4 separate regions of the Zea mays genome follow, and all the other regions are linked to region 1. Evidence: chromatin contacts called from public Hi-C data. All regions are on one chromosome and are shown on one strand. The core of a region is the stretch at or near the end of the contact, and the rest is flanking DNA. Distances in the headings are between cores, read along the strand shown.

Evidence for each region. Hi-C and Micro-C count contacts between places; a contact is called where the count stands out from the background.
Region 2: a Hi-C map of leaf shows a contact between it and region 1, with 7 times the contacts expected there. The contact joins the promoter of LOC100383419 here to the promoter of LOC100286223 in region 1. A contact is called at or near these places in 2 of 25 Hi-C or Micro-C datasets (ear and leaf).
Region 3: a contact with region 1 is called in a Hi-C map of leaf, with 9 times the contacts expected there. The contact joins the promoter of LOC103636131 here to the promoter of LOC100286223 in region 1. A contact is called at or near these places in 4 of 25 Hi-C or Micro-C datasets (ear, leaf and tassel).
Region 4: a Hi-C map of leaf shows a contact between it and region 1, with 9 times the contacts expected there. The contact joins the promoter of LOC100285223 here to the promoter of LOC100286223 in region 1. A contact is called at or near these places in 6 of 25 Hi-C or Micro-C datasets (ear, leaf and tassel).

The regions. Positions count from the first base shown.
Region 1 is chr8:152,054,758-152,061,532 of Zm-B73-REFERENCE-NAM-5.0, forward strand. It overlaps LOC100286223, which reads right to left and starts at 2,718. Exons shown (of 5, transcript NM_001159111.2): 1 at 2,538-2,718; 2 at 2,327-2,416; 3 at 1,003-1,130; 4 at 527-631; 5 at 20-427. The coding sequence starts at 2,396. The coding sequence ends at 287.
Region 2 is chr8:151,545,964-151,552,738 of Zm-B73-REFERENCE-NAM-5.0, forward strand. LOC100383419 reads left to right here and starts at 4,152. Exons shown (of 23, transcript NM_001361635.1): 1 at 4,152-5,856; 2 at 5,955-6,010; 3 at 6,154-6,358. The coding sequence starts at 5,008.
Region 3 is chr8:151,606,668-151,613,442 of Zm-B73-REFERENCE-NAM-5.0, forward strand. LOC103636131 (zinc finger CCCH domain-containing protein 13) reads right to left here and starts at 2,934. Exons shown (of 5, transcript XM_008658490.3): 1 at 1,706-2,934; 2 at 494-1,115. The coding sequence starts at 2,561.
Region 4 is chr8:151,774,158-151,780,932 of Zm-B73-REFERENCE-NAM-5.0, forward strand. LOC100285223 (protein phosphatase 2C ABI1) reads left to right here and starts at 3,746. Exons shown (of 3, transcript NM_001370708.1): 1 at 3,746-4,560; 2 at 6,394-6,499. The coding sequence starts at 3,817.

The DNA.
Region 1 (6,775 bases), core at 1,468-3,967:
ATACGACGGACGCAAACATGGCCTCGTCTGCAGCAGCATCCAACGCAAAATGGTTCCAATCACCAGTTTTTTGGCATTCAGAATTACAGCCTCCAAGCGGCACAATACAGCATTCAGCACCACACGGCGCACTGCACTGCAAACCCAATCTGATGCATCATTATACAGCACAGGATCGAATACACGGAGACACGTCCAGTCTCCAGTCCAGGTCCAGGTCCAGGAACACAACGCAGCAGCGGCAATTCCGGCGGACCCCCAAAGGGCCAGGTAGGGTACCCCCTCCCTACATGGCGTACCTCTGGGTCCAGGTCCTCGCGGTGTTCTCGTACTTGTTCCGGTCCGTCTTGTACATGTGCGCTATCTCGGGGACCAGAGGATCGTCGGGGTTCGGATCGGTCAGCAGGGAGCAGATGGACAGCAGCACCTGAAATCGACCAGATTGAGGGTGCTGGTAGGTAGGTAGCTCCCAAACCTACAAACAACCATGGAGAAGATGATGTTATCCAAGAGAGCAGTCACCAACCTTGGAGATGGTTAGCGCCGGGCTCCACTGGTCCTTCAGGATGTCAAGGCAGATGCTCCCGTTGCTGTTGATGTTTGGATGGAACACCTTGGTGCGGAATGCCACCTGCATATTGGAATGTGACAACGTTTTATAGGATATACGGGTTTGGTAATAAGGCAGATGAATTTCTGGCTTCAAAAGTTTCAAGCTTGCACATGAAAACTGTGATAATGAGTTCATCAAAAAAAATAACTCGGGTGTTTTCAGCAAGTGCACTTAGTGCCATGGCATCTCATCCATAAGCTATTGGCTACTGCACATAGCTCATACGCGTTGTCAAGATACCAAACACTGCCGATATCAAGTGCATATCTCAGAGTGATGTTCCTGGGAAGTAAATGAGCTTGCGCATATGTCTACTTTACAAATTCAGTGCAGCAAAAATAATGAGGAAAAATTATGCACAAAAATAAGGAATGATCATTGCCCAATACCTTTGGTGGTTTGAAAGGATAATCGGGAGGAAAATGGATTGTAACTAGGAAAACTCCACCAGAATATGGGCTATCAGATGGACCCATTATTGTTGCCTGCCAGTGGAATATATCTTCACCAACAGGACCTGCCAAATAAGATTATGTTGTCACCAACAAGGGACGCAACTGAATTTCTGAGTCAGGGAAAATCAAGGTCACAAACTGGACTGATGCCACCTTATCTGACGGGCATATGTTCAGTAGGAAACATAACTAACTAGACAGGATAGATCTAGTGTTCGAGGATTCTACATGATTGGGGTAAGACAACACCCTTGCACTCTATAAGAGAAAACCTTCTCACATAGGCCGAGCTCATGTGAGGACGACTGGAACCATTGGACCAAGGCTGAGACCTTAGACTTGTGCTTTGGCACGAGGAGTAAAACGCAGGACCTGAGTAGTGCTACTCAAACCAACTCAACTAGATGCCCTTTCATAAAAAAAGATAGTTTTGCCAATAAATAAAACATGTTAATCATTTTCTCAGTTATGACTGTTCTGTCATCATTCTACCTCACATTGTTGAATGATGTGTCGAACTAGACTATAGTTCATTCATGTAACTTGATTTGTTCCAATGAATATGGCCCAAAGTATCATTTTATGAACAGTTTTTTATATAGTTTCATGAACAACTTATTCTAGTTATGCAACAGCACTAACACCAATTGCAAGCATGGAAAAGACGAATCCTACATGTTAGCTGTTCCTCAGTACAATTATAACATTCCTTCAATGTTTGTGTTTATGTTGCTAACAACTCGTCTCATCAGGTATCGAATGGAGAAGTGAAACCATTGGAAATACCCCCCTCACCTTCGCATTTTTGGTAGGGAAACTAAGCATGGCACATAAAGAATCCAAAAGTTACTAACTAACCCTGTTCCTTCGGGAGAAAAAAGTTAAAACCATAAAAAGATTTGCACAACATAGTAAAGGCCAAGCCCTGCAGGTCGTCAACGGCCATTTATAGTACCTAAAAGTGAGGATGGAACCAATTCATTTCCATGTAACAACGTCATAACATCTCATATCTACCCCACCCCTCAAGCACCTACCAAGAAAGGGGTCAAGGGTTATCAGGCTGGCTGACTTGTCTAGAAATCTGTTGGTAAAGTTCTATAGCAAAGGGGGCAAGCATGTGAAGCTTTGGATAAGAGGCCGTTCAGAAGCATGTGCACAAAATCTGACACCTACACACTACTGACTACAGAGGGTGAGAGGGGTATGGCTCAAAAAAAATCGACAGAGGAACAGGCAAGAAAGAAAGCAGTAGGACCTGCACTGCACGAGGTGGGAGGGTCCTTCTGAAGATCCTTGAGCTCCTTCTGGATCCTCTTCGACGCCATCTTCCTCCTCCTGTGCCCTCCTATTTTCGAAAAAAAAGAGCAAGATAAAAGAAACTAGTAATCAGGATTTGCCATGAAAAAGCTAGGCTCGTGGCATGCCCCAAGATTTCTTTTGGGGAAAAAAGAGGAGAGAAAATATACCTGCCTAACTGAAGAACTACTGTTTCCTTCGCTGCCTCTCGTCTTCCTCTCTCTCTCTCTCCCGCTCGTCAAGGATCAAGCAAATAATGGAGTTGGGGCCGGGGAAAGGAACCGGGGCAAGGGCATATATGTAAATGGTCTTCCCCTGAACGCTGCTGGTTCGCGTGCTGGCTTTATTTATGCAGCTTCATCGAACCAGCGCTTCTTTCCCCACCATGGCTGATCGATGAAAGTGGCCGGCATCAAATCAGCGCCAAATTGCTATCCACCCTACCTACTCACCGCAGGGAATTAATTATACTCGTCCATTTTCGTTTTGTGAACAGCAATAAATAAATTGACGGGGTACTGTGCGTGCGTAGCTGACGTGCAAGCTGATCCACTCACCAGCCAGCCAGATGCTCTTGCCTGCTCTGCGCCCGCCCCACAGATTCCTCTGGTTGGGACAGGCCGATTGATTCCTCGTGGCCTACCTGTCAGTGGCCAGTCGGCGGAATCCAATTCTTGCGTAGGAGTAGGAGACCTATTGCCGGCGTGGATCCCAGTTCCCAGTTTCTGCTTCGAGCGGACGGCTGGGATGGTACAGCACGAGACCTATTGCCGTGCTGTCAGTCAGCGCAGACTGCGCTGTCAGTCTGGCAGAAAATTGAACTTTTTCTGCGCGCTTTTACTGCTCACTCTGACGCAAAACCGGTTGAACCGGTTTTATAACCGGTTGAACCGGTTTTGGGTCTGTTGACCAGCCGACGCCGCTCCTTTTTTCCTCTCTTTCCTCCTTTCTCTTCTTACCCATTCACTTCTTCAGCCGTTGTTGCCTACATCTTTTCTCTTTCTACCTCTCACTTTCACCACAAACCAAAGTCCATTTGTGCCATCAAATCCTTGGGAGCTTGTTGGAAGATTTGTTCCTCTCGGCTTCCTCCATCACCTCTCTCACTTTCGTTGGAATTTCTGTGGTTCAATCTTCAGATCGAGGTATTACATTATTTCCTCATATTTTTACTCGATCTCACTCGTTCTTGATTATCTAGTGTATCGTTTCAAGGATACATTTTAGTTTAGGTGATTACAACACTTAGACTATCTTCTTTTGTCTCGAACATTGTTTGAGTTTAGTTGTTTGGTATTGTTCTTTGTAGTTGAACCGCTCTCATGAACGGTTGAAGTGCATGCTCAATATCATACGCGTCTTTACTCAAACGTGTTTGTTAAGATCCTTGAACATCGATCTCCTCACTCATCATAGGTTATATCTTTTATTTTAAGGATGGCGCGTCGGAGGAATCCATCAGTTGTTGAATCCGACTCTTCCAGTGAACAAGAAATTCATGAAGAAACTCTCCCGCGTTCCAGATCCAAGCGCGGGCGAGGATCTGGAAACGTAATGCAAGGTGGTGAGGCCTCCGGGTCTCATGGAGCTCGCGGTCGGACGGCCCGGAATCCCTACGGTCGGTCCCGACCCGCGGCAAATCCACAAGCATGGGAGCCGACAAGTGATGATGATGGTGGAAAGGATGATGAGATTGACCTTCCCTCTGCCCACGCTCCTATTATCCGAGGGTTGGTTCTCCACCGGGCGGAGGCCCGTCGTTCTGGCAATGAGCCAGTTACGGATTTTACTGCCAGCGGGGGTTCTGCACTTCTCCAGGACATCCGCTTTCAGAATCCTGCATTACGTATTCGTGATGCCAGGATTGATGGGAATCGGTTCTGGACTCTTCAGCATGTCGATTTCTACAACTCGGTAATTCTTCCCAAGAAACATCAGCCCATTCTGCATCAGCGGTACATCAACTGGGAAGGTTGTGAAGCTATTGGAGATCCGGAGATGACACAGGCTTTGAGGGCCTGTGAGAGAAAGAAAATGAAGAATATTATGACCTTCCAATATGATTGGAATGATGAGGTCATTGCTCAGTTTTATTCCACTCTTTGGATCAAGCTGGCCGATGAGGAAAGTCCCTACAACTTTCCTTATCTTAATTTCTATATCGAAGGCAGCTGGTACAAGGTGAGCTACCGGCGGTTTGCTCACATTCTTGGATTCTCTGATGAAGACATCTCTGGGGACAAGATCAAAATTCATGATTTTCGGCAACCCACCAATGATGAAGCCCGGGATCTTCACATATCTGAGTCTGGTAAATTCTGGGAGTCCACAAATCTGCACAAATATTACAGATATATCAACTCTCTCAGCAGAATGACCCTCATTCCCAAAGGGGGTTACCAGATGAACATCCTGGGTGAGAGCAAAGTCTTGCTCTCGTTTATGAAGCCCAATAGCTCGGAAAGAATCAACGTTTTTGACATGATCTGGCAGGAGATTATCCATGCTGCCTGCTTTCCTCTTAAGGGATGTCTACATGCACCTTTTATCATGAAGATGATTGAGGTGGTGACGCAGTTCCGCTATGAGAAAGGTACTAGACATCTATCTTATACCCCCTTCTGGATTGATCCAAACAATCCAGCAGGACGTTTGAGGAAAGCCCCTTCCAGCTCCCGTGCACATACTTCTGCTGGTCCTGCTGCTGCTGCTGCCGGTGCCTCGCGTCCCTCCCCTGGCCGCGGATCTCCCACGCCACGTGGTCGTGGTCATGGTCGAGGTCGTGGCCGAGGGATGGGTGTCCGCCTGGCCCATGGGATTGCAGCATTCTTTTCTATGTGCCGGAATATTTCTGCAGATGTGCATGAGCTGGCAAGGCGTCAAAGGGAGACTGACGACAATCTTCGTCGTCAAGCTTCCTCTATGGGTATGCCTTTTGCCCCTCGCTCGCCTGACGTGCCTCTTCATCCGCCTCCTCCAGAAATCAAAGAGTGGCACCAGCAGGCCTACGGGGTGCCTTTTATGTCAGCTGACGATGAAGAAGAAGATGAAGAATACTTTGATGATCGTGAGCAGTTTGCCCCGCCTCCCTACCAGGGGGATCCGGGTCAATCCTCTTCTCATCCTTCGCCCCAGGATCCTTCAGGAAGTGTTCCTCCCCTAGATCAGTCTGGGGAAGAACACTTTGCATCTCACCTGGCGCATCATATCTTTGCTCCGCATCATCCTCCTCAGTGGTGATCTATGGCTTGGTGGCTCTCTCCTTTTTTTGGTTCTTGTTGCCAAAAAGGGGGAGAAGGATTCTCATCTTAGCAGCACCTTTAATTTATGTAATGAACACTTGGTTTGTAATAATTATTATTCGTCTGACTCGTGATGCATGTGGTGATGGCTTAGAGCCACAAACCTTTTAATGATGTGATGGGATGACATTATTGTAATAGTCAGTAGTAACATTTCATATCTTATGCTATGCAATGATGGGCTTGTTTGTGTAATACTATTGTTTTTATCATCACATCATATATAATTGTGTTGCATCCCTCAATTTTTGTGTATTGTGTTGGTTGTTCACTCTCTCTAAATATGTTGCAAATTGACATATCAAGTCAATATTAATATCACAAAACTAATGCACATATTTAGGGGGAGCTGCACATACACAAATACTTCTATCTCGCAAGTGTTCTTAATTTTTAATTTTTATCTCTACTCTAGTTTGTTTTGGCATCAATCACCAAAAAGGGGGAGATTGTAAGTGCAATCAACCCTAATTGAGGGTTTTGGTGATTAAATGACAAAACAAACAGAGATTCTAACAATTTTGCTCCTAGCATGTACACATTAATTCTACAGATAGGAGAAGCACAGATCTTATGAGCATAAAAATGTAAAGCACAGCGGATTTAAAATTCTACATCATATGGCGTGCTCCAAGTGCTTGGAAACAACGGTAGTGTTCATTTTATAATTCTTGAGTTATAGGAATCATCGTTCAATTAAGAGGGATCCGAAATGGTTAAGTAAGTTTTGCAATGAGCTAAGTTCAAAACCCTTCCAAATCATCTTAGAGAACACTTTTCCAGATCATGAATGCCTTTGAGAAAAACCATTTTTACTTCCCACAAGAATTCCACCTTTGTTCATTTCAAAATGTTCAAAACTTGCTTTTCAGCCTTGGAAACCGGTTCAACCGGACCTGAAACCGGTTCAACCGGTTTCGGGACTGTTCCTCTGCCATCCCTGCTCTGACCTGTCTGACAGTCAGAGCTGTCAGAAAAATTTGTTGCAGATATTTTTGGGAAACCGGTTCAACCGAATTTTTCCCCGGCTCAATCGGTTTTGGATCCGGTCGAGTCTCCGGCTGAGTAGGTCAGTGAACCGGGATCTTCCTGGTGGAAACCGGTTC
Region 2 (6,775 bases), core at 2,902-5,401, 510 kb before region 1:
CGTGTCCCGGGCGCGTCCGTGCACCTCCTGGCCAGCTCATCCGACGGCCCGGTCGAGCTCGTGCGCGGGGACCTCGCCGTCGTCAGGCTGACCAAGGACGACGTGGCCGTGGCCACCGCGGTGCGCGTCGGCAGGGACCTGGGTTGGCCGCTGGCGCGTGACGAGCCCGTCGTCAGGCTCGACCCCCTGCACTACCTCTTCACGCTGCCGGCGGACAAGGACGTGACGTTCCTCAACTACGGTGTCTCCTTCAACGCCGTCGCCAACGCCTCCGCGCTGGTGTCAGGGGCGGGCCCAGGGGTGGTTCATGAGTATTCATTGAATGCCCAAATTTTTGGTGATCTATAGTAATTTGTCAATAATGTATTACAAAAAATAGTGTTAGAGCACTAATTTTTTTGATCTTTTGAATTTTTGAATACCCAATCTTAAATGTCTAGGCCCGCTTCTGGCAGGTGTCGCTGGACGGCTTGCTTCGCTCCAATGCCTGCTTCTCCGCGCCTACCTCCGGGGCGGTGGTCCCGCCGTCCAAGGGCTCCAGGACGCGGCCGCAGCCAGGGCCGATTGTTGCGTTGGGGGACGAGTACTGGAACGAGTTTGCGCCGAGGGTGGAAGGCTGCAACGGCGTGCTGGCCAAGGCCATCGCCGCGGGCACCGGACAGCTCGTGAAGGGCATCTTCATGTGCACGGTCGCACGGAGGTGGCACGACCGCTCGAGAACTCCGTAAGACCAAAAGTCCGAAACGACGCAGAACTTCGGAACCAAGGCGAAGGAGGCCAAGAGAGAGCGCCCACGGTGCCGCGACGGTGCTCCGGGCGAGAAAGGCTGGAGGGAGGACTGAGGAGCGGACGTCGGGACGTGAATGCCTTGAACGTGAATACCTGATGGGCCTATTCGCTGGAGTAACTGGGCCACGACCAGGGCTGCAGCCTAGGGAGTCCTGGACGTAGATCCGCCCCTCATCTCCTTTGAAGTTGATGACGAGCGCCCCCACAGACAACACATCAAATCACCATAAACCGTCATCCTACAACCTTAAAGGAGAGAAAGGCTCTAAGTAGGAAGGGCGAGATTATGAGTTCATCTGGCATAAGATTGATGTCACCACCAACAGAAAACGGATGGCAAAGTAGATGTGTCCATGGCCATTACTGGCCGTAAGGTCAAGGCCAACTAAAGAAGAACACATAAATAACCATACAAACGAGCATAGGCGATAGTGTGAAGGTAGGACACCTCTCTGCGTACCAGATGCGACGCTTTCACTGTACAAATATCATCTTTGCACAGATTTCGGATGACCTCAAGAATCCCCGCTACAAGAGCAGCCACACAGACGACAAACACTGCAACTGCAAGTTGCGCTGGTTAACTCGCGTAGCTGGAAAACCGATGTTCACAGTCGCAGGCTGAGGCTGGAGCAAACCCATGCATATACGCTTTCTTTGGAGCAGGATTTGGCAGGTGTCAAAACCAGAGTGACCAGCGTGAGCAACCAGATGCTTGCCTTTGACCCCAAACTAGCTTGTGTCTCGGGCGAAGACGAAGAACTGCATGCCAAGTGCACTGTGTGTGCACGGCTAAGGACTCTTGTTCCTCGTAACGAGTCATACAGTACAGCATGTATAGTTCCGGTTATAAACTTATAGTACTATATATCTCTCGAAGCTTCAGAAGCAGCGCAACATGCCGCCTCATCGAGTTCTCCATGCACCTGATGCTTCTAACGCGCAGTAAAATACACAGAGTAGGAAGAAAGAAGCAGGAACAAATAATAGAACATCTAAGCATTACCACACAGAGAATAGGCGCGTGCAGAGTTTCACCAGCGAGCATAAAATTTGGAGTGATTGATTCTTTGCCGCTGAATTTCAATCGCCGTAGATGGTGGATGTGAGGATTTTTTGTGCTGTTTGGTACACGAACTATAACGTAAATGACAACGACGATGATTCACACTCGACAGCGGTAGCAAGTTTGAATATACCGGTATCTGTTTTCAGACCTAAACAGACATGATTTAGCGTTATCTTTTATCTGTATCCATCACGTTGCAATCATATGAACCAGACATCACCTTAATGTAAACTGATCTGTAGGCTTCAGCTTGGGTCCCTGAAAGAATTTCATTAGAGACAAAAAAAAGTTGACTGAACTTGGACTTGCATTCTTTCCACTCCTAGAGTAGGATGTAACTATGTAAGAACATTCAGTTCAAAATGACCACTGCTGCATTGCATATGGGGCAAACACTGAATCACCACCCAGCTCAAAATGACGCAATCAAATTGGTTGAAGCAAAGGAGCGTACCACACTTGACAGAGTGGACAAAGTTTTCCTTGCCACCAGCCCTGGTTGAATTGAGTGGACACATACATGATCAGCAAGCAGCTTAATAACGATCCAGGCGTTGGTACTACTGCCTTTTTTCTGTCGTCCGTAAAACAAGAAACATGTAAAAAGAAGTAACCAACTAACCATAGTTCTGACCTTAAGACTGACAAAAAAAAAAAGAGATGTCTGGTTGCAGCATGGCGGCGCCACCCAGCCGCCACGATCTTGCATCACATGGCTGTATCTGTATCACACCTGGTTACGAAGGAGGAGAGCGCAAGCAAGCAAGCAAGCAAAACCAGACATCCACATGAAACTGAATCGGGAGCAGATCAGCCAGCCGGTCACGTACGGAGAGTGCTTGGACACCAGAAGCAGGGACGGGAGGCGGAGGCACGGGACATCAAGCAGGCACGAGAGTGCTTCACCCGTGTTCCATATCTTGCCCACGTCGCGGCGGTCCAGCTCGCCGTCGCAGGCCGCGTCGACTTCCGCGACGTCCTTGTCGCCGGGGGGAAAACACATGCGGTCATGTGGCTGCACTGCAGCCTGAAATCAGACTCCGCAACTCGACGCGCGCACGGAATGTCTCCGCCGGGCGCCGGACGATACGAGCCTACTTTTATGCGGCCGAGGCCGACCCGATGACGATGAGCAAAACGAAGCGCGTTAAACCGACGGCAAAATCGCGCTTCCAGAAAGTTCGAAACCAAAGTGCGACGCGAGCTACCAAACTGGAGCCGCGACGGATCCCCACTGCGGCTCGCTCGCTCGCTGCTGGTTCAGCAAATCCATCATCGAAAGAACAGCTACGTCGAGTCTGGCCGGAGGAGGGGTGGAAGGGACAGGCCGCACGCGCTGGACTGGAACCAACCAATCAACCGAGCCGGAGCCGCTCCCCCGCGCGCATCTGGTGTGCCGTGCCCGCTGCCCGGTGCCGCACACGAGCAGAGGCCGCGCCCCCTCCGCGGTCCATGCGCGCGCACGGCACGTCTCCCTCTCCCCTCGCACGAGTCGCCGGCGCCGCCCACCAAATCCACAAATCACCGTCGAAACCCCACCGGCCACCGCCGTGCAGTGGAGCACTGAACCGAGCCCCGTGGTACTGGCGCTTTTGGTCGGGTCCCACTGTCCCAGCACGCCACGGCAGCGCCACCTCCCATCTTGAAGCCGTCACATGATTCCGGCGAGCAGTGCCCCGTGGCCGTGCTTAACACGAATCGGACGAGAACGAGACGGCGCGCGGGGACGCCGGGACCGGGAGAGGCAATCACCGCCGTCTTCCCCGTGTCCGGCTCACGACGCGCCGGTGGATTCGAGCGCACGGCCACCACCGTTGCCCAAAGGAAATGACTGAGAGAAAGGGACCCGAGAAGAACAAATTAAAAAAAAACAGAACACAACTCCATTAATCAGACTTCAGACCTTCGTCTTGCTCGGACTCGCACGCAGGCTTCAGATGCGAGGCTGCTGCATCAATGGATCTACGTACAGCTTGCAGACCTTTAATTTGTCCGTGCACGATTTTTTTTTTAAATTTTTTCTTCACACATGGAGAACACAGATCGACAGGAACACACCGAGAAATCCGAGCTCGGCTTTTTCCACCCCCCCTCTTCATCTTCAGCCAAGGAGATCGATCGAGCCCGTGGAACGATGAAAGAACAGAACACGAAACAAAGGGAGGGAAATAAAAACCGAAAATTCTATCGGAAATCGAGAAAAAAATCTATCTTCGCTTGCATCGGGCATGTAATAATCAGACTCCGCCTACCTGCCGACGCTCCTCGTGACATCACCCATCATCCCACACGGTCGACGGAAAGTGGTACGCTGCCGCTCCAAAACTTGTTCATATCCGTCTCTCTCTCCTCCAAGACCATGCCCAAATCACCACGATCCTAAGCCAGCCCAGACCGCTCTCAAAAGCCGAATTTCTCAAGCAACAGCTCGTTCCAATCGCTTCGAAACCTAAATCCACTGCTCAAATCATACACACATTGAACGACACCTCCCACCAAACACACACACACACACAAATTTCGGAAAGAGAACTGCCAGCGCAGATCGCCATCCGACCACGAGGCTACCAAAATGCAGCGCCCAGACTCGTGCCAGCCAGCCAGCCATCACTCCTGCTCCATCTCCATGGATGCACACACCACCGCGGCCGGCCACCATCAGCGACCACAGATAGAATCGAGAGGGCAACCGCACGAGCACCAGCTCTGCTCTCACGGCGGAGACGACGACGACGACTTCCATGTCACGACCCACCCCCCTATCCGATCCCAAATCGCACGAGGAAACTTCGGGAGGAAAAAAAAAACGCACCTCCCTGGCCACCCGGGCGCGTTCCCTTGTCTATCCCCCCTGTGCTTGGAAGCCCATGAGAGCACACCAAGAACAAGCACAGGAGACGAGAGAGAAAGAGAGAGAGAGAGATAGGAAAAAAAAATCCCCAAAATCCAAGGCCGATTTATCTTCGCCAACATCTGGCCAGCTCCATCCGAGGCCGTTCCCGCTGCCTCCGCGAGGTCTCGGGAGGGGAGAGGAGCTCCCCGACTGACCGAATTCGCGAGGCAGGCAGGCACGCAGGCTTAGGGTTTGCCAAGGTGCTCCGGCGCCCTGACTCGCCGGGGCGATCTAGCGGCCGGTTCCTCGGTTCCGGATGATCTTCAAGCGGAGTCAGCGGTCGGAGATCCTTGCGCCGCGGCGCTGCAATGCCGCGGACAGCGGAGGCGAGGACGAGGGGGGAGGCGGCCCCCGCCCGAGGAAGAGGCGGAGGGGCGACGAGTTCTTCCCCGTCGACCTGCTCGGCGACGTCCCAGCCTCCAGCATCCCGTACGCTGCCTTCGGGCTCCGGTGGAGCGAGGCGCCCGAGGCACCGCCAGAGGCCGCGCAACCGCCGCCCGCGGCGAGGCCGCCGGTGGTGCGCTCGTCGCGGGGCCGCACCCTGGTGCTGCCCTCTAGGTTCAATGACTCGGTACTTACCGACCCCTGGAAGAAGGAGAAGCCGGCCAGGCCGCCGCCTCCTGTCAAGACAGAGCACTTGGCGCGCAGAAACGAGCTGCTGCACAAGAAAGGTGCAAATTTTGACAGCAGCGTTGCATTGTCCGAGGTAGATGACGACGATGAGGAGGAGGCCATGGTGGAACGTTACCGAGCACGCCGCAGTTTCGGTGCCTCCAGGAAGCACTTAGCCTCTTGGAGCACGCTTACCTCGGTACATGATGAACCATACAGCAATCACCACAGGAAGGAAGTAAAGCTTAGGCATTACTATGAGGAAGACGAGGAGGAGGAAGAGGAGAAAGAAGATATTTTTCACTGTACCGAAGAATTGGTGTATGGGGACATTGTGTGGGCAAAGCTTGGCAAACGCCAGCCAATGTGGCCAGGAGTGGTGGTCGACCCAACTCAGCAGGCCGCTGCCGATGCAATGCCACCACAACCTCGCGGTGTCGCTGTGCTTTGTGTGATGCTATTTGGCTGGCGCACAGAGTTCAGTGGCGAGAAGGTACAATTTTCCAGTGACTGTTGTATTCAAACTGGCTGACTTTAATTTCCACTGCTTTTCTCCATGGGAAATGATGCATTTGATGATATGAGTTGCAGAAGTACGTGTGGGTGAGGCAGGGGTTGATATTTCCATTTTCAGACTACATGAACCGGTGAGTAGTAGTTTAAAATGCATAACTACATGGACAACTGTTAGAATTCTGTTAAAACACCTGCTCGAGTAGTTTTGACAACTTTACTATGGTTAGAATATGCCAGCTTGTGCCTTAAGAACAAGTTGTATTTGTCATCTCAGATTTCAAGGGCAGACAGAACTAAGCAGTTGCAAACCTGCTGATTTCCGGAGGGCAGTAGAAGAGGCCTTTTTGGCTGATCAGGGATTCTCAGAAGTAGTGGTACATTGCAGCACCAAGGGCCAATCTGTGGTGTGTCATTCTTTCCCAGATGATTTACATGAAGTGACTGGTTCAAATGAATTGGAGTACCAGCCACAGATTAAGGCAAGTTGATGAATTTCTTTATAGTTGATACACAACTAAGGCTATGCATATGTGTGTAGGATATTTCAACAGTAAATCAATGCCTTATGCAGTCTTCTACGGTTTATTTAATGTCCGTAAATTTTATTTCGAGGGAAGCTTATGATGTTACATTGCCTTGCTTCTTAAATAGGAAGAATTCAGGTGAATGTCAAAGGACCCTAAAAGAATTGATGTATGACAATGATAAAATCTTGAAACAGATACACTCTAACTGAATCATTTACTATGTACTAGCATATAGCCCATGCTAACGCGGCGGCGTGAGTGAGAGGGAGGGACGCGGGGGAGGGGGAGGTTGGGGGTGGCAGGGTCGCGGGAGAGGCAGAGAGATGATGGACGATCCAAATAATATTGTCAATTGGATTTGAGTGAGCA
Region 3 (6,775 bases), core at 1,684-4,183, 450 kb before region 1:
GCCAAACTAAATATTTTAAATAGACAAATATTAACCCTGAACCTCATAGAGGAACTCCCCAACCATGAACCAACTGTTCCATTCTGGAACTTACTAACATGCGACAGTAAAACCAACCACAGAGCCAACCAAACTGTATCTGATAAATAAACTGTGATCTCAACAGGAGCTTCCAGGCCTACAGATATATTACAAATAACAATATATAGTCTCTTAAAATAATTTATCACCCAAGACAACAGTAGTCAGCAAATACACCTGCCACAAAGATGACCAGCTACCTTATGCATAGAAATACTACAATAATTTAGCGCACAAACTATGCACATAATACATGTTAGTAAGGAACAAATATTCATGGTTAACATTAAATAGAAATATATAAAAAAACAGATTACTGTAAAACTAGGACAAGGTATAGCTACAATGCTGCACCCTTTTAAGAGATTAGTCCAGTATTTTCAGATGTATAGCCATATAGAAGATAAGTTACCGGCTCTGATCTTTGTCATGATAAGAACTTGGGCTAGGTGAACTTCTTGAGTGGATTTTACTTGGACTAGAACTACGATCAGGTCTTGCTCTCTCAGTCAGAGAATCCAGACGCCCACTGCCTGAAGATTTTTCCAAATGCACACGTTGATCACGTGTGCTTGGAGGCTTTAAATCATATTGGTCATCATTTTCCTCAGGAGGTCGTTTTTTCCCTCTACTTTCCTTGTACCTATTGTTGTAATCCTCATAATGATCAACATCTTGAACTGCATCCTTTCTGTAATGGCTCTCTGAGCTTCTGCGTCCATCTTTAGCACTCTTATATTCAGCTCTATCACTTTCATGACTACGGGCCACTCGCTCATTAGAAAACTTGTCGTCATGTTGCCTCTTATCCCTTACGTAATCATCCTTGTACTTTTCCTTATACTTGTCGTCATCAAACCTTTGTTCCTTAGAGCTCCTAGATTTACCATGTTCATATCTGGACAGGGTCTTTCTGTCATCACTGTCTCTATTGTCAGTGGACCACTTATCTGTATCTTCAGAATCATCTTTTCTTCGGCTGTGTTTTTCAGCTTGCATATCAGGATTATTGTACTTCTCTTTCGCTGAAATTTCTGCCTCAAAAAGTAGTAGTTTAGAAGGCAATATCAGCAAAAGAAAAGAAAAGAAAAGAAAACAACCCAAAAACATATAATAAAACTCAAATAAGTAGTGTTCAGGTAAAACAAGTACATAGGTAAAAACAGTTCGGCATAGAGCAAAATAGCTCTTTCAAGTATACTATCCATCTGCTTCACTGAGATAGGCCCAGGAGGCCAGGACTATCAAGGCAATAGATCAGAACAAGAAATATGGTTTCAATTTTCATATAAATTTGCAACAAGATACCATGCTGTAAGCTATATATAATAAGCATAACAGAGTTTAATGTAGCAAAGGGAAACATGGATATTAAATCGTTCAGTGTGATAGAAAACAACGCAAAAGTAGGAAAACTATGAACTCCACAGGTTACAACCATTTCCAGCACATTTATTAATATATGCTAGAACTATTTAAAATAATGATAGCATCATGCAAAACTCTAAATGAAATCAGGATAAGAAAACTGTAACACATTGCAGTAGGAACATGACGTATAATCGTACATAGAGCAGGAATGCTATTGGTATTGTTGAGAACATGTAGAAAATGGGCTACTCACCATTGACATCTGTATCTCTCCTATATGAGTAGGCCTCCTGTTCCGTCCTACTCATCTTCAAGCCACTCTTCCTGCTCCCGCCATCCTCATACCTCTCGTGCTTGGAATCATGATCTTTCTTGTCCCACTCCCGCTCCTTCTGCCTATCACGCTCCCTCTCATGCTCCCTGTCCCGCTCTCGGTCCCTATCTTTCTCACGCTCCCGTTCTCTCTCCCTCTCCTTCTCTCGTGCTCTTTCCTTCTCACGCTCTCTATCCCTACTCCTTCCCCTATCTCGCTCCTTCTGCCGCTCCCATTCTTCCCCCCTTTCCCTTTCGTTCTCCCTATCTCTGTTATCCTTATAATGCCCGGTACTCTCCTTCCTCCCCACATCCTTCTGTTTCTCTGACCTCCGTTTCCCAGAGTCACTCTTAGACAGAACCTCCTCAGCCCTGTCATCCACAGCCACTGCTCGTCTGCTTGACCTCTTGGACTCATCCCCTGATCCCCTGGACCTGTCGGCCAGCTTCTCCACTTCAGCATGCCCAAAGGTCTCGCTCTTGGACCTCTTGTCGACCAGGTGATCGTCACAGACGCCACTGTTCCACCGGTCGCTGACCACATCAACCACGGCCTCCTCAACCCTCTCCTTCCTCTTCTTCCCGTGCTCAGCGTACCCGTTCCCTGATCTCACGGCCTCCTGTCCCGAGGACGAGCGGCGCCTCTCAGGCTCGGGATCTCTGGAAACCCTAGCCGCCGCGGCCTCCTCGCGCGCGCCGGCGACCGGAGCCGACTCCTCGCCATCTGACTCCGACCGGTCAGCGGACCCTCCTCGCCTGTGGGACCGGTGCGACCTGTGACGCGAGCTCCGAGGCATGGCGGGCCAACCCTAACTGAAAAACTACCAGCCCAGATGCGGAAGCTGGCGACGCGGGGCCCTTGAAGCCCTAGGGCGCGCGCGGATCTAGACAGACGTGGCGGCGGGGAGAGGGGACCGCGAGCGCGCTGGGGTACGGCGGCTAGGGTTTTGGTGGGGTGCGAGAACGGAGGGGAGGCGGTGGCGGCCGGGGATGAGAGACGACGAGTTCGTGGGTGGAGAAAATGGGGAAGGAAAATTGTTGGTTGATTTTCCGGCTTTGGATTTGGAGGGTTGCCGGGACGGGTTTAGTTGGGATTTGGTCCCGGCCTGGTGGTGGTTTGCTTCGCTGCGGTGCGGTGCGGCGCGGCCGAAGGGGCGCGCGGCCGGATTGGGCACGAGAGAAAGGAGTCGAGGCGCGCCGACGCGGGTGTCTTTCGGGCTGCGTTGAGCAGGTTCCAATTTTGGAAGGGAGTTCACCTCCTCCAAATTCAAGTGTCAAAATCAAATATGTAACGCAGGATGAGAATAGACTAATGGAATGTTTGTTTCATTTACTAATGATTAGTCGATGTTTGAATATAAATTATGAATATTAAATACGGTATAATTATAAAAATAGTTACGCAGATGAATAACACAAACGACGAGTCGAATTTATTAAGTCTAATTAATTTATAATTAAAAAATATTTAATATAGCATTACAGAATTTATTAAGTCTAATTAATTTATAATTAAAAAATATTTAATGTAGCATTACATTAGCGAATCGTGCAAATTTGTCTTAATGTTTAGTTATTATCTGTGTAATTAGTTTTATAATAATTAGATTATATTTAATATTTCTAACTAGTATTAAATATCTGATGTGATGGGACAGGTATTTAGTCAGGTGAATCTAAATGGGCCCTAAATGATCCTATTACATACACTTTGAGTCATGTCCCAATCTGCGATCTTTTTTGGACCTCGGCATATGTTTTACAAATTCTCATCTCGTTTGGTTCTTTCGTTCAAGAGGTTTGAAGCGCCCTAATCCTCTGGGACTCAAATATGATATAATTACTAGTTCTATGAGGTTAGTAAACACATTTATACATCAGATGATTCCAGATCTGCTTAAACGAGACAGACCTATAAAGGTGGCGATCAACTTTAAGAGTTGGTCCACAACTCGGGACATATCATCAGAGTGGGGCTGAAGCAGCCCGATATACGCAGTGAAGCAAATTAGCGGTCTAACAGCCACGGGCAAGGTTGGAACAGGCGTAACTCTTACCCGATCAGCGATTTCTTTCTCTGAAAAACAACAAATAAGCAAGGGTGAGTCACTACCGGAAACGGGCGCTTTGCCGAGTGCCCGAAGCACTCGGCAAAGCCTTAAAAACACTCGGCAACGTCTTTGCCGAGTGTGACACTCGGCAAAGAAGGCTCGGCAAACAGTGCATCGGCAAAGTCTTTTTTGTCGAGTACTTTTTCTCGGGCACTCGGCAAAGAAAAGCGGCCGTTACGGTGACGGGTGACGGAGACGGTGTCTTTGCCGAGTGTCTTTCCAGAAGCACTCGACAAAGAATATATCTTTGCCGAGTGCCCTCTAGGACACTCGGCAAAGAGCCCGCCAGGGAGGGTCCCCATGTCAGGCTATTTGCCGAGTGCTCTGTGCGGCACTCGGCAAAGCCGGCCTCTTTGCTGAGTGCCAGAGACATAACACTCGGCAAAGTCACTAAACCGGTGCCCAGGTTTTTGCTCTTTGCCGAGTGTTTTGACCCTGACACTCGGCAAAGCGCCTCTTTGTCGAGTGTTACACTCGGCAAAGTGACCAATATATACCTTTTTTATTTGTTTTTTGTATTCCATCCACACAAACAAAAGATATCACATATATATCACATATATACATCACAGATATCATCACAAACATAAATAGCCAACACAAACATACAACCGTCACCACAAACATAAATATCCATCACAAACATAAGTGTTCAACACAAGTATCAAACACAAACATAAGTCTCAAACGTCGCAAGCTCTCACATAAGTATCAAACACAGACATAAGTATTATACACAAGTTCTGAAGTCTAAAACAATGAAAACACAACACTCATGGAGGTGGGCGGCTTGACCGGGGCTGCGTTGGGCTGAACCCTTCTGGAGGGTTGTTGGATGCCGCTCCAGATTGGCCCTGCACAGAGAAGAGATTGCATGTGTTATACCAGATGCATTACAAACATCTAACTACAATTTTGATACTCACAGGAGTGTGGAAGAGAGCAGGGTCAACTGGAGGGAACAATGGAGGTGGCAGAGCGATGCCCTGTGCGGCGCCAAGGCTCTGCATGTACTGGAACATCTCTGCCATCCTCTGATGATCTGCCTGGCGCTCCGCCTCCCGCTCCGCCATCATCCTCGCCTCCATCTCGTGACGTTCCCTCCTCTCTTCTTCTAGTTGGGTCTGTAATATTACAAGCCAACGTTATAGTAACTCAAAGAGTAGGTATATAACTAAAGGAAGGACGAGTTACAGAAGCACTAACCTCGAGTTGCTGTATGTGATGCTGTGAGCTGTCGTACCGAGGTCGTATGGCTGGACTCGAGCCCATGCTCCTTGCTCTCACCTGAGACAGATTGGGAGTGGAGGACGATTCGATTGCCCCATCGGCAATCTAGTACCGCCCATGTCTCTTGCCTCCTCCGACCCTCATGAGAACATCGGGGTCGATCGGCTCGGTGCTCGGATCATAGTCTGGGCCATGGACCTCCTGCGCCATGGCGGTGTAGTCATGGAGGCGGTTGTAGACGGCGGGGTTGGTGTAGGCCTCGGGCTCGTCATCTGGGTTGTAGGTGACGTCGGACATCGCCTTACCCTTATGGACCATAGCATAGGCCGAGAAGGTGGATCAAGGTCGGCCACCATGTGACGCCGACTGCAACGAAAACCAACGAGATAGTTAGAAATAATATCTAACTCAGTGTTATATATCTAAATAAAAACATGGCGTACCCATGCTTCGGCATATTGGCCCAGGCTCCGGCTGCCTTGGTGGTGGGAGGGGCCTTGCATCATCAAACGTCGTTCCCGGCTAGCGGTGTGCGCCTCGTCCCACTCAGTCGAACACCACCTATCCACCATCTGCTCCCAGCACAGAGGATGTGCGGCGCACCAATATGGAATCATCTACAAAGTAAACACGTAAAGTGCATATCAGAAGATAAAATAAAATTCATGCATGGAGTACTGGTACCAAACATGCATGACTTTACCTGCAGGTACTGCTCCCTGGTCAACGACATGGTTCGGGCTTGAGGTTTGGTCACCCTCTCCCCAAGGATGGAGCCGTGGTAGGTGATGATGGCCTGGATTCAGGCCTCATAGTGCATGTCCACGACGAGCTTCTTACAGCTCGTGGTGGCCACCACATCCGCCCTAGCCTCGTATCCAGCATCGCATCTGAAGAAATCCTGCATACAAAAACGATGTATCCATACATTATTTCAAGAATTTGCAACGAATGCGACATATTTTACATTATACTAAGACTTACCCACAACTCTTGCTTCACCCGCTCCGCCTTGTTATTGAATTCCCGGCCGTCCCAGTCTACTGCATCGGGGGCGACGGCGTAGTGGTCGAAGGTGAAGGCTGGGCCCGTCACTCCGGCGTACTCCACAAGTCCAGGGAAGTGTTCCCTGCACAGCAGGCCGAGGATGCCATTGGGGGGCGACGATGACCCCCAGCATAATCCAAAACCGTCCAAGACCTGTCCAAGTGATAAATAAAAAGTATTAGTTTATATTATGATTTTGAACACATAATATGAACAAGAATGAAGAACATAAAGTTACATACCTCTCCCCTTCCGGTCGAATCAGCGGTCGCCTGTCCCGAAGTATGGGACGCTGAGGGAGACTCGCGGGGCCTCGTAGGTAGATGCTCCTCGAACTTTAGCCGCCTAAACCTGAGGTGTCCTGCTGCTGGTCGTCGTCGTCCTGCTGCTGGTCGTCATCGTCCTGAGGCGCCGCCTGCTGCCTGCTCTGCCTCGTCCGCCGTCCTCCTCCTCCTCCCCCTCCTCCTACTCAGCCAACCGCCCACCATATTTGTCCAACAACCTGCAATTAAGAGTAAACAAATAAGCACATATAAAAATATGTATTTTAAAATAGGTGCGAAATAAAAAGTCATATAGCATTACATCGATTAAAAATAATCTTCATATGTGTCGGGGTTAGC
Region 4 (6,775 bases), core at 2,496-4,995, 280 kb before region 1:
AAATCAGCTTAAGTATCCAAGTTTCAACATAATCTTTACTTCACTTTATCATTTTCATGTAGGGACTTGAGGTTATCTTCTTATGGAATGTTTATTAGTCTTGGTAACTTATTTGCAATTTCCAGTCGATGCTAGAATATTTTATGGATTTAAATGCATTTTTATGATTTTTTTGCAAAAAGAAATTAATAATACACAAATAGCCTCAGAAATTCATGAAATTTGGCGTAGGGGCAACATATGTCCATATAGCTTCCTCAAAAATGTTTGAACCATAAAATCCACAAGATGACATCAATTGTTTCATTCCATTTCCACTTATTTGTATGAGTTACATGTGAAACCACCATAAACATCTAAGCTTCAACATAAACAATACTTTGTCATAACAACACAAGAAGATGGTGCAAGGAGAAGGTGTCATCTTAAACACTGAAGGCAAAAGGCAATGTCGTCCTTGTATTACTCATAAACCTTCTGTGTAATCTCTGAGGGCATAAATGTAATAACATATGAAGTTGTATGATCCCCTATAAATAGGTGAACAGTGCCCTGCATAAAGTACCTTTTTGGAGGGCCGAACAATTGTGTGTAATCTTCTCTTCACCTCCGCTCTAAATCACTTTTTAGAGACGAAGGTATGTCTATAAATTTAATATACTAAGGAGGAGAAATATATTATTGTTATGTAAGACTAATTGTCATGTTTAAGCTTTTTAATACCCTTTACAAATTCATTTATTTACTGATAGAGATAAATCATAATTCGTTTAGTAAAATCTTAACCTTGGTCTACGAAGAAGTTGTCCCAAAGGGATGACTACTTGAAGACGAAGGTTGATTATCTCTCTTAATATCGTGTTGCCTTGTTTTTGGTTGTGTATAACAATCGAGAACGAGTGACCAACACACACTAGAAAATTTTATGAATTTAATTATATTTTAAAGATTATCTACGTAAAGAAATTAATAATACTCAAATTAGCCTTAAAAATTCATGGAATTTTATGGAGGTGTAGCATATGTCCACATATAATACTAAAAATGTTTGGACTAAAGGAGGGGCTAAATGATTACAATTATGATATGTGTGGAATGATGTCTTACACGATATCCGACAAAAATATTTGTTACTGATGCTATCCGTGTCAACTAGTTTTGTATTTGACACACGGCTATCCGTATTTGTATTCGAGAACATCCATGTTTGTATTCGTATTCGAAGCTATCTGTATTCGAATCTGAATAAAAATATGAAAGCAAATATGATTTCATTGATATTCGTCTGTATTCGATCCGATTACACCCCTACTTATTCTTTTTGTACCAAGGCTAAGACTAATGTGTTTCCAAGTATATTTCTGAATTTAGTCTTAGATTGAAAGGAAAATAGAGTTGCAGGCATAGGAACGCTTGCCCAACTCATGTACTTAAATTCATATCTTTCTTGTAAATGTCTCTAGATTTCATCAATTTTTGTGCTCAATGCCAAAGGGGGAGAAATTACTAGGCCAATGCAAAAGGATCGCACCACCACCCTATTTATCAAATATTCCAACTTGGTGCTTTTCGCCTGTGAAAATCCTCTTGACAACTAAGAGGAACAAAACTGTTTATGCCGAAAGGGGAGAATTTATAAAGGGGGAGTATTTATTTGACTAATGAAAAAAAATTTGAAATGGGGGGAGAATTATTCAAAACTTAAAAATTCTTTTGAAAATTCCATTCTTTTACTTTCGACCAATTGCATCCGTCTTTGAAAAAGATTTTATCGAAAGTTTGCAAAATCAATGCAAGTGGTGAAATGTAGTCCAAAATTTTAAATATGTCAAAAACACTCATATTCTCTTAGAACTGCTTTCATTTCAGTAACTTATGAACACTTGACACAAGTGAAAACTAGTTACAATTCTACTTCATATTTGCTTTGCTTTGTGTTGGCATTAATCACCAAAAGGGGGAGATTGAAAGGGAAATGGACTTAACCATTTTCTCTAATTGATTTTTGTGCTTGATGACTATCACAACCTTATGGACTAATTAGGGTGTGTTTATTTCTCTCATAGATTAAATAAGTTGGATTATGGTGGAAGGGTAGGAGAGTAAAATATCACTTTGGAACCACAAATAAGGTGAAATAAGCTAACATTGTGTAGCTTAATTCAGCTTATTTGTGATCTCAAAATGGTATTTTACCCTCCTACTCTTTCACCATAATCCAACTTATATAATCTAGAAGGGAAACAAATATGGCCTTAGTTTACCTAGTCTTTGATTCATAGGTCCAAAAGTTCAGATTCTAAGTCAGAAACAACTCCATACCAAGAAAAGGGGTAAAACTTGGAAGAGATGAACTATGTATAGTTCTACACCTTGGATAAGTTCTAAATACTTCTAGGAACCCAATTAACACACCTAAGGAGGTTGGATAGCTTAGATTCAACAATTCATTCATTTGGAGCTAAGTTCGAGCAAAATAAAAATATAAGTTGGAGAGCATAAAAATTCCCAGATCTATGACTTAGACTAGTTCGAAAGTCACTACATATGTTTGTCTAAGTCATAGGAACATCCTCAAGGCTAGTCAAAAAAGGCTTGAAAAAGTTTTGGAGAAAAAAGAGAAAATTAGGTTGCTGGCTGAGGCACTGGACCACCAGACCGTCCAGGCAGAGGACCAACACTTAGCCATTTTCCAACCGGTGCACTGGACTAGTCTGGTGGCTATCCGGACCGTCTATGTAGAGAGCATGTAAAACTGGCGTCCGAGGCAGATGGACTTTGGCGCTGAAGGGAAGGAGAGGGTGGAGAGTGGAAGGGACACCGGTCGCCGCGCCAGCTGCTGGCGCCCGAGGAGGGAGGCCGAGTGGCGGCGCGACGCTGGCGTCCTAGGAGGAGGAAGGCCCGCGTGGCGCCGAGCGGGTGGATGGGCTGACCCGGCTTTGATTCCGGCTAGGGTTGGAGAGTTTGAGATTTCTATAAGGCTTGTTCGTTTTGGTGATAATCCACATGTATTGGGTAGGATTGAGCCGGTTTAAATCCATAACAAGTCAAAATCCACCACAATCCCACCCAATACACTCCAATACACATGTAATATCAATAACCGAACAAGGCCTAAGGTGGTATCCGATTCCAATGTATCTAATTTCAATAGAACCCGTACCAAACACATGTAACAGTACCAGATAAAAAAAATTGATACTATTACATTACGCCGACCAAACACGTCGTAGATTGTTTCAGGCGCAGGCTGCGCGCTCAACACTTGGCGTGCAAAGACCCAAGGCATCTGGGCCTGTCGCAGATTGGCAAACGGCTTGCCGATAGCGTGCGTCTACCAATTCATCTTTTCTCGCTCCTCCACGTAACCCCTACCTCTTCTCACCGGGTCCCACGCGGCGTTACCAAAAAGCCCCAGACGTATGGCATGGGGGCGCATGGCCTTCTCCACGCAGACCAGCGCCTACTGACACCTGGGGCGCATGGCCTGTCTTCCGGATCCCGTCTCTTGGTTTCACGAGCGCCGCGCGCACCAGGGGGTTTCCTCGAGCCCCGAGATCGAAAGCCACCCATCGCGAGCGCCACGCGACGGCGCGTCGGATGATCCACGCCGTCCACGTCCAGGCCCGCGGGATCCACGTCCGGATACATCGCCCGCCCGCGCTGTCGCGCATCCGGGCCAGACAAACACCGATCCGACGGCCGTTCGCCGCGTATTAAAACCGGTCTCACCCCCGACGCCCTCGCTTCTTTCGCCCTCCTGCCTTCCGCTTGTAGTTGTAGTAGTGGGGGGAGAGTGGGAGAACCGGAGAAGAGATGAACAGTAGTGAGGCTAGCACGCAAGACCGTGTTGCGCCCGCGCTCGAGGCTACGGAGAAGATACTGGCCGCCGTGGCGCGGCTGCCGGGACGTCGGATGCTGGAGCTAAGGCGGCTGGGACGCGCTGCGCCCTCCGCGGGTGCGGAGACCGAGGCGGCGAAGCGGGGCCGCTCTGTGTCGGACGACACCTCCGCGGGCTCGTCCCGCGAGTCGTCTGCGAAGGTGGCGCCCGAGCCCGAGCCGCAGGGTGGTGGGGCTCCTGCGGTGGCACCGGGGTGGCCCAGGCCCGTGTCGCACGGCGCGATGTCGGTGATCGGGCGGCGCCGGGAGATGGAGGACGCGGTCGCCGTCGCCGCGCCGTTCCCGGCGGGGGTGGAGTTCTTCGCGGTGTACGACGGGCACGGCGGGTCGCGGGTGGCGGACGCGTGCCGGGAGCGGCTGCACGTGGTGCTCGCGGAGGAGGTGGCGGCGCGTCTGCACCTTGTTAGGAACGGCGGCGAGGACGAGGAGGGGGACGGGGCGCGCTGGAGGGAGGCCATGGAGGCCTGCTTCGCGCGCGTGGACGGCGAGGTGGCCGTCGTGGAGAGCGAGTCGAACAACGTCGGCCACGCGGTGACGGTGGGCTCCACCGCCGTCGTGGTGGTCGTGGGGCCCCGCCACATCGTGGTCGCCAACTGCGGCGACTCCCGCGCCGTGCTGTCCCGCGGCGGTGTCCCCGTGCCGCTTTCCTCCGACCACAAGGTACGTACTAACAAGTGCCCAGCACCCCGCGCACGGCACGCACTACCCTCTCCCGACCTGCCAAGTGCCCGCCCCCCCCCCCCCCAGGCCCCAGATCCGCATTGATTTAGAACCGCTCGCGATACGGCTGCCGTGCGCGCACGCGTCCAAGTCGCCGTCATGACGCCATTGCCTGCCGTGCCGTGGCCCGAGATGTTTCCTACGGCCGGGATCAAGGGTATTTTTGGTTCCCTGCCTAACTTGCCACAGTTTGCCTAACTTTTCTGCCTAAGGTTAGTTATTCAATTTGAACGACTAACCTTAGGCAAAGTGTGGCGTAGTTAGCCACGAACCAAACAGTCCCAAAGGTGTCGCGCGCAGGCCGGAAAAGGGCAGGCCCCCAAGGACTCTGCGCCGGCACCGCGCCAACAAACCCTGGCTTTGGCGTGCGGACGACCGGCCGGACGTGCCGTCGTGTCGAAGCGGCACCGCTCGTCTCGACCCGTCGTCGACCCCTGTGCCGCAGGTTTCGTTACGTTTCGTTTCATCGCACCCTTTTGTTCTCGCTTTCGGCAAGGGTAGCCGCACTGTGCCAAACCGGAAGGTCATCATAGCTCGTGGCCGGGTGTATCTAATCTAGGTGACCGATGGCGTGAGAAAACACTAGTCCCCGAGGACTCCACACCACCTGTCCAAGTTTTTTATTTTATTTTATTTTATTTCAGGCCAAGCGGGGGCAGGCTGGTCTACACCTGGCCGGGGCCAAGGCAAATGGTTCCCCGCGGCCGCGACGAGCGTGTTCGGTCGCGGTTACCCAATTGGCTCGATGCAAAGGTTGTTTGGTTGGATCAAGGTCGGCTAGTTCTGATAGCGTGATTCGCTGCGCCTCTATACATGCTGCCTAATAGTAATACTATCTTTCATTGGGCTCCTTCTTGCACTGGGAAGGAACCCCAAGGTCGTTCTCTGTGTACAGTGTACTAAACCGGGAGGAAACTGCTTGCTTCCAGCTCATGCAATGTTGAATTTCGTTACGACATTCAAATGGTTTTTTTGTAGGAGCTCATGCAATGTTGAATTTCTCTTCTCTCTCTCTCTCTTTCATCTTTCTCTTCCTTCCACGTTGGATAAAATCATACGTGGCACCTCTTAGGCCACCACCAGCTTTACCTATGAACAAACAGTGCAGTCTGCCATGCAAAACAATGTTATACATGTATAATCTGCTTGCCACAACCTTTATGTATTGCTGATCTTATGGTTTTGAAAGTGCAGTGTGTTTTCTCCTGGTTAAACGTGGAAGCTCTGCGGGCACTGGGGGGGGGGGGTTGAAATTAATCTGTTTTATTTAGATTGATTTACATTGCTAGCATGTAGGGGCTTGGAGAATGCATTGACTCTGGAGTGATTAAGTGAGGTTAACTCTGTTTTGTTCTCTGGTAATTTTCCTGGTGCACTTGATATGACTTGATCTACCTGCAACTAGAACATATTCCATTTCTTGACCTTATTTATGTGCCACGCTTCGATGCCCACCGCAACAACTCACAATATGATCTTTCTATGATACCATATTTAAACAAAAAAAAAACAGTGCTGTTCTACTCTGTCCATCATTCTGAACTGCAAGTTGTCTGTACGCTGGAGAATACACGAAACAGCAGCCTCTAAAGGTCTGGAACACGAAACAGCATTTTGTTTCTGATTCAGTGCAGTGTTGGATTAGTCCGTTGGGGGTTCACTTCGAGATTTCCTTTCCTTCTACTGTACTTGTTTTACAGTCTCAGCTTTGTCTAATGCGTATTGTTTGTCGCAGGTAATGCTAATGAAAACTTTTTTTCTCAAACTGTACAGCCAGATCGGCCTGATGAGTTGGAAAGGGTAGAATCAGCCGGTGGCAGGGTCATTAACTGGATGGGGTACCGTGTCCTTGGTGTGCTTGCGACGTCAAGGTCAATTGGTACGATGATGTCTCCTTTTGTTCTATACATTGTCCATGTGAGTGATGAGATGACAATCCCCGTACTTCTAGCTAGTCCCATCTGTCTAATAATTGCAGTAGCTTTGGTTTTTTTTAACAGAAAGGGGATTCCCCCTATTTCATTAAGAAATAGGAACCAAGTTTAACAGACTTCAGGACAACCACCTACTTATTACATGACTTAGCCCATCAGGCTAAAAGCAGAAAAATAAACTATCTAGAAAAGTTTTGGATCAGTTAATTCACAAGCTACCA